Linked DNA regions of Rattus norvegicus: region 2 is linked to region 1. The links are chromatin contacts, called in public Hi-C maps. All regions are on one chromosome and are shown on one strand. Each heading gives the region's core, a stretch centred on a gene start, on an enhancer-like site or on the middle of the called end of the contact. The rest is flanking DNA. Distances are from core to core; before and after follow the strand shown.

What was found. Hi-C and Micro-C count contacts between places; a contact is called where the count stands out from the background.
Region 2: a Hi-C map of liver shows a contact between it and region 1, with 3 times the contacts expected there. The contact joins two enhancer-like sites. A contact is called at or near these places in 8 of 12 Hi-C or Micro-C datasets (the A7r5 cell line, Schwann cells, frontal cortex and 4 more) and 1 of 1 datasets of contacts at active chromatin or transcription factors (oligodendrocytes).

What each region holds. Positions count from the first base shown.
Region 1 is chr2:112,294,236-112,299,090 of GRCr8, reverse strand. The region is part of intron 10 of Fndc3b (fibronectin type III domain containing 3B); the gene reads left to right. Among named protein-coding and RNA genes, the nearest start is that of Ghsr, 100 kb to the right of the region's middle. Within about 2 kb of position 3,075, at least 8 of the 93 cell types and tissues checked have an H3K27ac peak or open chromatin away from gene starts, as enhancers often do. A contact at or near this core is called in liver, where this site is marked.
Region 2 is chr2:112,537,073-112,541,416 of GRCr8, reverse strand. It overlaps a transcript of Fndc3b not described here. Among named protein-coding and RNA genes, the nearest start is that of Fndc3b, 63 kb to the right of the region's middle. Within about 2 kb of position 1,431, at least 6 of the 93 cell types and tissues checked have an H3K27ac peak or open chromatin away from gene starts, as enhancers often do. A contact at or near this core is called in liver, where this site is marked.

The DNA of each region.
Region 1 (4,855 bases), core at 1,826-4,325:
CCAACTCAGCCGTCCACCCCCATTCCCGTGTGCCAAGGATGAAGATGTTGTGGAAAATAAACAAGGGGACATTTCTAATCTATTAATTTCAAGGCAATTGAAAATACCAGCCAACTTCAGTGGCCGGTGCCAGTTTTGTTGGACATACCCTCTTCCAGCACTGGTGGTGCCAAGCTAATTGGGAATGGTAGCCAGGGCATCACAGCCCCCACAGTGAACAGAATTACTCTGGCAGGCAAACGCAAGCCTGAATTAATTGGGGTGCTCGTGAATTATGTGTGTAGAATTAGCCTAGAAGTGTTAAGTTCCTGAAGCAGAAGCCAGTCCTTGTAGAAAGTCCATCTTCCCACGTACTGAGGACAGCTGCTCTGAGGGTAGTCAGTAGAGGAAAAGCTACTGGAAAAAGTATTTCTCAGTGTTTTCAATCTTTCTGTTACATTCTTTGTCAAATTAACACAAACAGAAACATGCTGTTTTTAAACTCATTTTTAAGTTTAAAAATTAGTCAGGTCCTATGCACAGAATCAAGTACTTTTTAGGGTGCCGCCCTAGCAGCTTTCAAGCAGGCTGGCCCTTCTATGAATTGGCTTTTCTCCTAGAACTCCTTCCCATTGTGTCCTCTCGGAGAACTGGAAGCCCGCTTGGAAGTGGAGGTCCTGGGAAAAGCTGTTTTATATGTGCTCAAACCTTGGAATGGCATGCTAAAAAGTCTTAGCCCTGGGACTGAGAATATAGCTCAGCAGTACAGTGCTTGTCTATCTTGTGTAAACCTCTAGGTTCCATTCTCAGTAATGTCGGAGGAGGAGGAAGAAAAGGAAGAGGAGGAGGAGGAGGAAGAAAAGGAAGAGGAGGAGGAGGAGGAGGAGGAGGAGGAGGAGGAGGGGAAAAGAGGAAAGGGAGGGAGGGAGACAGAGAGAGAGAGGGGGGGGGGAGGGAGGGAGGAAGGAAGGAAGGAAAAGGAAAGAAGGAAGGAAACAAGCAAAATTTTTGCTTGCTCTAAACTGCAGTTCTGTAAAATGAAGTAACTACATTGCCCCCAAGAGGCAGTGTAGATTAATAATTGTTGTCTAGAAGTTTGGTTGATTTTAGCACCTGCAGTACATTTCAAAGCCATTTGAAAGGTCCTTTACTCTATCGGATGTCTTTGAGAGGAAATGTGTGTAGCTTAGGGCATTGGAACCTCTTGTTCATGCACTTGGTAAGTGAGGTTCTCAGTCTTCTGCCAAGCCTCTGTCTCTGTAGTGCAGACATACGATAGAAGTTGACTGAAGTTAAGACCAGGGACATAGGAGTATGGAATTGTACAACAAGTTACCACAGTAATGACTTTCAGTCATTCTATTTTTTTCCATGATTACTTTTGAGAGACCCATGTGTGTTACAAGATGGCCTCACTTTTGCTTGTAGACTAGTTTGTCTTTAAACGCCTGATCCTTCTGCCTTCACCTCCATGTACAGGTGAATACCCTGCTTGTGTAGTACTGGGCGTCAAATCCAGGTCTTTTAAACACTCAGCCATGTTCTTTCATGGATCCTGGAGTAGGGATTGGGCTGGTCTTGGGGAACAGCTGGCCAGCACTGTGAACCCTGAGGATTAGCTGAGAGGGATCATTGATCCAGTGGGAATTCTGGGGCAATTTCATTGTCATTGTAGAGGTCTCTGCTGGCTTTGGGAGTCCTCAGAGCATGGCATGCTCAGTGTGGTCATGATCACAAAGCAAATGCCCAATTGTAGAGGCAGACACTTTGTCATGAGTGCAGAAGTCCCATGTGTCACTCCTGTACCTTAGTTCTGGAAGACAGTAGCCTATGTGCATTTAGAGCTTAGAGAATGACTATTTTTTTTTCACAGATAGGAATGAAAGAATTCCATGCCCAAAGTCACTCTCTGTGTCCTAGGCTTCTCTTGACTGCCTTGAGTCTTAGAATCCACCAGATGTTTAGGTGCTGTGCCCTCAGACTGTTGGGTACAAGAGCATGGACTTTTCAAAGCAAAATGTTTTTTCAACTCTTGCTTCTCTGTTGTGTGTTCAGGTGAGAAGGAAGAGCAGGAAAAAGAAGTTCCAGTTTAGTCAGAGAGCTCAAGAGGCAGGAAGGCACCCCATGCCCCCATGCTGACACAAAGAGACAGGGAAGGAGGGAGGGAGGGAGAGAGAGGGAAATTGGTAAGAGGGCCAGACCAGGTGTGATCCATAGCACAGCTCAATAAGCTGGAGGACCAGGACTGTGTGTGGGTTCATCTCAGTCCCCAGGGAGAACAGCCCCGTCTCCCATGCCACTGTCTGCTGCCCCGAGAAGCAGGATTCTTTGCATCCTCAGCTTGCTCACTGCAGCTCAACAGAGTGGGGACTTTTGTTGATTGCTTGGTTTGTGTTGGTTTTCTTTTTAATTTGGAAGAAGAATAAGTTACTTTTCTAAAGGTATAAACTTTCATAATAACCAACTTTAATTTTCAACTATAGATTAGAAAGAAATATTTAAATAGACAGAAAGAGTAAGAAAGAAATGTAGAACAGTGTTTAAAATCTTTTACATGTATGATTTATCCCCAAATTTCATTTTAAGGTAAACTGTATAGTAAGGCATCTGTACTCTTTAGAGAAAAGGTCGCTGTCCCTAGAATGACCATTACTTCTTAAAACTATTTGCAGAAGTAGTCCGACTCTGCTGTGTAGCCATCCAATGCCCTCCTTGAGCTCCAGTCTCTCACCCCCACCTTCCCATGCTTGGAGCATTTTATAGGCCAGAAAAAGTTGCAGGTTACTGCCATTCCTCAGAGAGCAGGAAGTCCATAGAACATAGCGTATCATGTACAGTATCACCAGGACTGCAACCACATGTGAGCTGTGCACTGTGCTCCCTGAAGACGTCGGTTCCTTAGGCTATGGGGGCAGAAGTAGAAGCAATTGCTTGCCCAGATTCAGATGGTGAGGTGTGTGCTGTAGGCCTGGTGAACCATGGCAGATCCCCTTGTGGTGACCAGGTTTCCAAAAACAAACCGTGGGGTGGGGTGGGGGGAGGATAAGATGAGTGTCGTTTTTTTTCCATGAGAAGAGGAAGAGGGAACAGGGTTGGGATCTCTAGCTTTGGAAGGGCTGTAGATGCAATGAACAGGAGCCAGCTGTTGTGCAAGTCCCAAGTCTTTCAAGAGCAATTTTGACCAAGAGTTTGGGGGTCGGGGGCAGCACCTGAACTGACAACATCAGGCTAGAAGCAGGTGGGGGTCGTAGAGCTTGGAAAAGGAAGCAGGCCAGGCTTGGAATGTCCGACCCCAAGCCAAGTGAAGCATCCCAAGGCTGGTGTGCACAGTTTGTACTCCCAAGACTCACATTCTAGTAAAGATTAACACTGCCCTCAGATGAACTCCGTGAACAAGCATGGGGCAAGCCCAAGTTTATGAACGGAAGCAAGCCAGTGAACCTGAAAGGCGGCCTTTCTCTTTGACTCCCAGGCTCTGGCAGTAAAGTCAGGTTAGAGCATGTCTGGGGTTAGTTCAGTTCATGTCAAAGTGGGTCAGCAACCTAAGAGCCATGTCTGCCTCACGATGTCCAGGGCCGTGGGCTTGGCTCCTCCTATTCATTCCTCCAGTTGGGATAAACTTATCTTTCATTAACTACCAAGAATAGGACGGAGCCTGTCTTCACATCCACTCCTCCAGATTGCTTGTGTTTGGCATAGCTGGTGCACCATGCCACTTTCCTGGTGCTGCTGGGAACTCTGCTAGACTATCTTCTGCACCACACCCAGGAGGGTCTAGAGCAGGACCAGGCCTGGCCACAGCTGTCCCGCTGTCTGGGGCTGACCAGATTATTGATGACGGCAGGATGAAAATACCTAGGGATATTACCCATTTCTATTAAGCCATTTTAGCAGGCAACTTAGCCCAGTCTGACTAGTTATGAAAAGAAAAAAGAGAAAGGGAGGGAAGGGAAGGGAAGGGAAGGGAAGGGAAGGGAAGGGAGGGAGGGAGGGAGGGAGGGAGGGAGGGAGGGAGGGAGGGAGGGAAAAGTCTCCTGAGTGAAGGAGGTGAAATAGTTGTCATGCAAGCTTGAGGACCTGAGTTCAAAACCAGGTTTAAAATGTGATTTTCCATTCTTGAGAGTAGGGAGGTAGAGAGTCCAACCAGATCAGTGAGAAACTCGGTCTTAAATCAGGAGGACAGTGCCTAAGGATTAACACCCAAGGCTGTCCTCAGGCTGTGTACGTGTGTGTGTGCGCGCACACACACACACACACACACACACACACACACACAGAGATATGTGCAACTGTACATGTATGAATATAAACACACGCAAAATACGTTTTCTAGGTAAAACACATCCCAGCAAACCTACCTCGCTTTAGATTTTGTTAGAGGAGGAAACACACCGTAGCTCATGTCCCTCAGAATCATCTGGAGACATACTTCTGCTGCATGTGAAAGCCATGATCTACATTATCTAAACCTCCACTGGCAGTGAAAGCTGTCAGAAATATTTAGTTTCTGATTCATTAGCATTCGTGTATCATTCCTTTGATTTGTGGGAATCTGTTGATCTTGTCTAAAGCAGTAGCCGATTGCCTGCCTCTGCCAACATAAAATTGTATTTGTTTGTAGATTTTGTTACTAACCAGGATCCCACTTGGTTTATAAACATTCCCCAAACTTATTGTACACTTTTGGAGGGGAGGTCTTTTACAAATTTTTTTGTGTGTGTGTGTGTGTGATTTGTTGGGTTTTTTTCCTGCTTTTTAACACTATTTCCTCCACCACTTCTGCATTCAAGCCACGTGGAAGCCAGGCAGGGTGGGCAGGCCAGTAGGATGCATGCATGCCCCTGAATTCAGTCACTAGGCCAGGGACCCCTCTTGG
Region 2 (4,344 bases), core at 182-2,681, 240 kb before region 1:
ATGTGTATAACTGTGTGGGCCGGCTGGTGTGAGTTCAGGCACTCTTGGAGGCCAGAGGTGTAAGGTTTCCTGCAGCTGGAGTTACAGGTTGTGAACTGTCCCGGTTAGTGCTGGGAACTGAACTCTGTCCTTCATAGGAGCTGTGCAAGCTCTTAGCTCCTGAGACAGCTTTTTCAGCCCACACTTTCTTAAGATTTTTTAAGAAACAACTTCCGTGTTCACTATAAAGATACCTGAATGCGTGTGTGTCCTTCCGAGTTGCAGGGGTAATCACAGGTCATAATTGTGGCTCTAGAACACAGTAGAATCCCAGAGACTTACAGCAATGAATCAGTTTTAAATTGCAGTATTATTTTTAGTGTGAATATAAATCACGTTGCCTCCAGCTATTGGAAAGTTATAAATTCAACCACAGGCAAGGCATTGGTTAATGAGAACATTCGGCTGTTTGAATGTCTTGTTCATACCCACTCCTGGCCGTGGGGAGCATTTCACTATGTTCACAGAATCAGGATAAAGAACTGTGTTATAAATAGAATTATAGTGTCCTAGGGAGTGTGCCAAATATGGAAACAAGATTTAACCATGATATATGCATGGTTCAATTTGTTAGGACATCAAGATATAAGTGAGAGACTTACAGTAATCTTGAAGCCATGGATTGACAGGCAAAGATTAAGGGCTGAATCTTAGCAGGAGTTTTGTGTCAGCAAACATAGTTAGTTTGTCAAGGAATCATTTTCCTTTGCATCTCTGTGTCTCGGGCAAACTTTTAAACCTCTCAACTTGTTTTTTTTTTTTTTTTTTTCATCTTAGTATAAGGAGAATACAATTCATGTGTATCTTTTAAAACAATTATCGCACCCATTAGTCTGTGTCTTTAAAAAGGTTTGACAAAGCGTTACATAAATTCAGCAGTTGTTATTATGACAGAGTTTCAATTGGAGCTGGCCCTGTGTTATTTGCATGTTTTAGAGGCCATGGATTTGTGCTGAGACAGTTTGAAAATCATTTACTTTCCCTTTTGTGGTCAGTAAATAAAACTTAAAGCTTAGATGTTTCCTATTTACTCCTCATTAACAGTGGGATAGGTCCTGCCGCTAAGTCGCCCTCCCTGTGCGTTTCGGCAAGGTGGGTTTTGGCTGGACCAGATTGTTGAATGCATGGGCAGGCCAGTGTGGCTTTCTCAGTCCAGGGTCATTGTCGAGATGAAGCAGAAGTGCAGTTTCTGAGAAGAGATTCCAAGACGGAATGACAGGCAGGGCTTTAGTCCTTGTGTTATCTGAGCCTCTTATTTGAGCTTTCAACACTTGCAGCTGAGAACATCGTCTTGTTTTCAGGGCTGGCCAATCCCTGCAGCCTCCCCACTTTGCACAGTGGAGACACCATTGCTATTCTTCACGTTGAGGTCAGTGTACTAGAGCTTCAGAGTGTTCCTGGTAGAACTCTGTTTCCAGGTAGACCTTCGCTCTTTACTGTCGGGAATGTGTGGGTGGTGAGGGGCGGCTTTGTTCTTCAGTTTACACTCTGGTGTCTGAATGAATAAAGTAGAATAAACAGAGGCCTTGAGTCAACCCTGAAGCAGGTGGTGAGCAGTGCTTTGGGGTGGGGGTGTGTGTGGAACATGCTTGGATCCTGGTGGCTAGACGGAAGCACTCTGTCAGACTGAGCACAGGAGGGTGGCTTGGGATTACCTGACCCCCTTTGCAAGGTTCAGCCAAGGAGAACCCAGTGTGAAGTCGTGGCTCACCTGGGTGACAGTTCTTTGTAGTACATTTAGTAACAAGGATCAGTCCTTGGAGACCAGAGGTATGTGGGACAGGAGCTGTGGGATAGGAGGGTGAGGAGCTTGTCATCTTGTGAGGTCCTGTGGACAGCCTTCTGCCAGTGAGGATGTTTCCTCCTGTGAGCAGAGATCAGTCTTTGAATTTCTTTTCCCTGCACCGGTTTAAGATGTGTTGGTTTCACATTCATAAGTTCTAATGTTCTTGGCAATAGTCAGTTCCAGCACAGCTCCTGAGTGGAACTCCGGTTAGATTTCATGACCATAGTGTTTATCCTCCCTGTGACTTCTAAATCTCTCTCTCTCTCTCTCTCTCTCTCTCTCTCTCTCTCTCTCTCTGTGTGTGTGTGTGTGTGTGTGTGTGTGTTTGCACATTCACATGTGTGCATGCATGTGTTTTTGGAGGGCATTGGGGGTGTTGTGAGATGATGTTGAGCTAAAAGCAAAGAGAGTTGAGGTTTTGGTATCAGTGTTTAAAGTGTCTGTGTTAAATGACTGTATTTGAGCTGAGAGTGTAACTTTATTTCATACCCTTATTGATGCAGAAGACAGTGACAGAGAGACTCGGTTCTTTGTGAATGGAATGCTCTCCTTTCTTCTTTTTCTTTTGGTAAAGGCAAAGCATTTAAAGCATTTTTCTTCTTACACGCAGAGCAGCTTGGCTCATCTTTTTAGCAACTGTACAGAGTAAACTCCCAGCCAACCCCTGAAGCAGGCTGGTGGCCACTCCAGTTCTTCTTTCCCTTTCAAAATCTGACAAGTGGTAAAACCGGCATACCTTCAGCGAGACAACAAAGAGAATAATGTGCTTGTGCTGCCAGCTGAGTGTGGACCCCAGCGTCCATGTGAAAGGCTGTGGACGGGGCAAGTCTGTAAATGCAGTGCAGGAGTGCGGAGAGGAAGAGCCCAGCGGCTCGCTGGTCACCACGCAAGCTGAATCCACAAGCTACCGGTTCACTGAGAGACCCTGTCTCAACAATAAGGTGGAGAGTGATTGAGGAAGACACACCCAGTGTCAACACCTCTCCCTTCCTCCTACACACTCTCCCTCTCCCTCTCCCTCCCTCCCTCCCTCTCTCTCTCTCTCTCTCTCTCTCTCTCTCTCTCTCTGAAACCCCAGGAAACAAATGATTTAATTTAGCTGTTAGGTGCTTGGATTTTGCATCTTCTGGGAAAGAGACCTTTGTTAGATGTACCTTCATTGTACTTTGTCTAGCTGCAGCTAATTAGAACTTTGTAACTATGCAGGCAAAGCTAGAATGACAAGTGACCACCCTATGCCTAATGTAAAGGTTTTAGGGCCATCAAAATGGCTGGTCTGGTAAAGGCATTTGCAGCCTGATGACCTGAATTTGAACCCCAAGACCTACATAGTGGTGAGTGAGAACCGACTCTTGATATGTTATTCTCTGACCTATAAGTTTGCTATGACACATGCAAGCCCTCCCTGCTCTAAGTAAATAATGTTTAAAAAAGGTTTTAGTATAAATATCAAAAGTTTAAATATATCACCAGAGTAATGTTTATCTAATTAAGAGAACAAACCATTTTAGCAGGATGGGAAAACTAGTGCCCTTCGAAACAGTGAGAGATCACAGTGTGGGCTGATCGTGGCTCACTGTTGGGAACCCGTGGAGAAGCAGGGGACCCTAGAAGGTTGGTGTTCACAGTAGATGTCACAATACCTGCCTTCTTCCTGGTGCTCCCATAGGAACTTGAACCAGCACCTGGCAGCAGTTGTAGCTGTATTTGCATTCAGAGTGAACCAGAGCAGCCAGCACCCCACCTTCCTGTCCACCCCCAAGTGGAGCACAACTCTGCCACCTTGTTGGTTTTGGTGTTCTGGGGACACTTGTTTTGCCCTTGTGAATGTCTCTTCATCTGTAAGTACTTGATGGCATATTGGTAAGGCGAGGAAATCAACTCAGGGGGACTGAACTCAGGTCACAAGGCTTAAGTGGCAAGCACCTTTCCAGGCCTGAGCCATCTTGTTGGCCCCTAAAGGCTTTAAGGATGCTACTGCTTTTGTTTGTCTTCTGAGGCAGGGTCTCATTTAGACCTCCATCACTACCTGCCGAGGATGTCTTGAATGTCTGCTTCTCCTGCCCGCACCTCCCAAGTGCTGAAATTGAGGGTTGAATTATAGGCGTGTGCCAATCTTTCGTTTAATAAGCAGGCATTCTGCCCCCTGGGCTGCATCTCTAGCCCCACTGTTGCTTTGAGCTGCCCGTTTGCTCCTACCTCTGCCTTTGGGTGTAGATGTAGGAATTCATGAATTAAATATTTAGATAGGTTAGACATGTACTCCTTTCCTATTTCTTCTAAAGGAAGACATTCTTGGTGACTAGAGGAATTTACCAGAAATAATCAAGTATCTTTAAACACATCTGTGATGACTAATCTTGGTCGTCAACTTAACACACCTGGGAAGAGAAACCTCAGTTGAAGAATTGCCTTCATTGAGTGGCTTGTGGGCCTGTCTGTGAGGCATTTTATTGATTGACAATTATGAAGTCGGGCTGGAAGGCGGACCCAGCCCACTGTAGGTGGCACCATTCCCT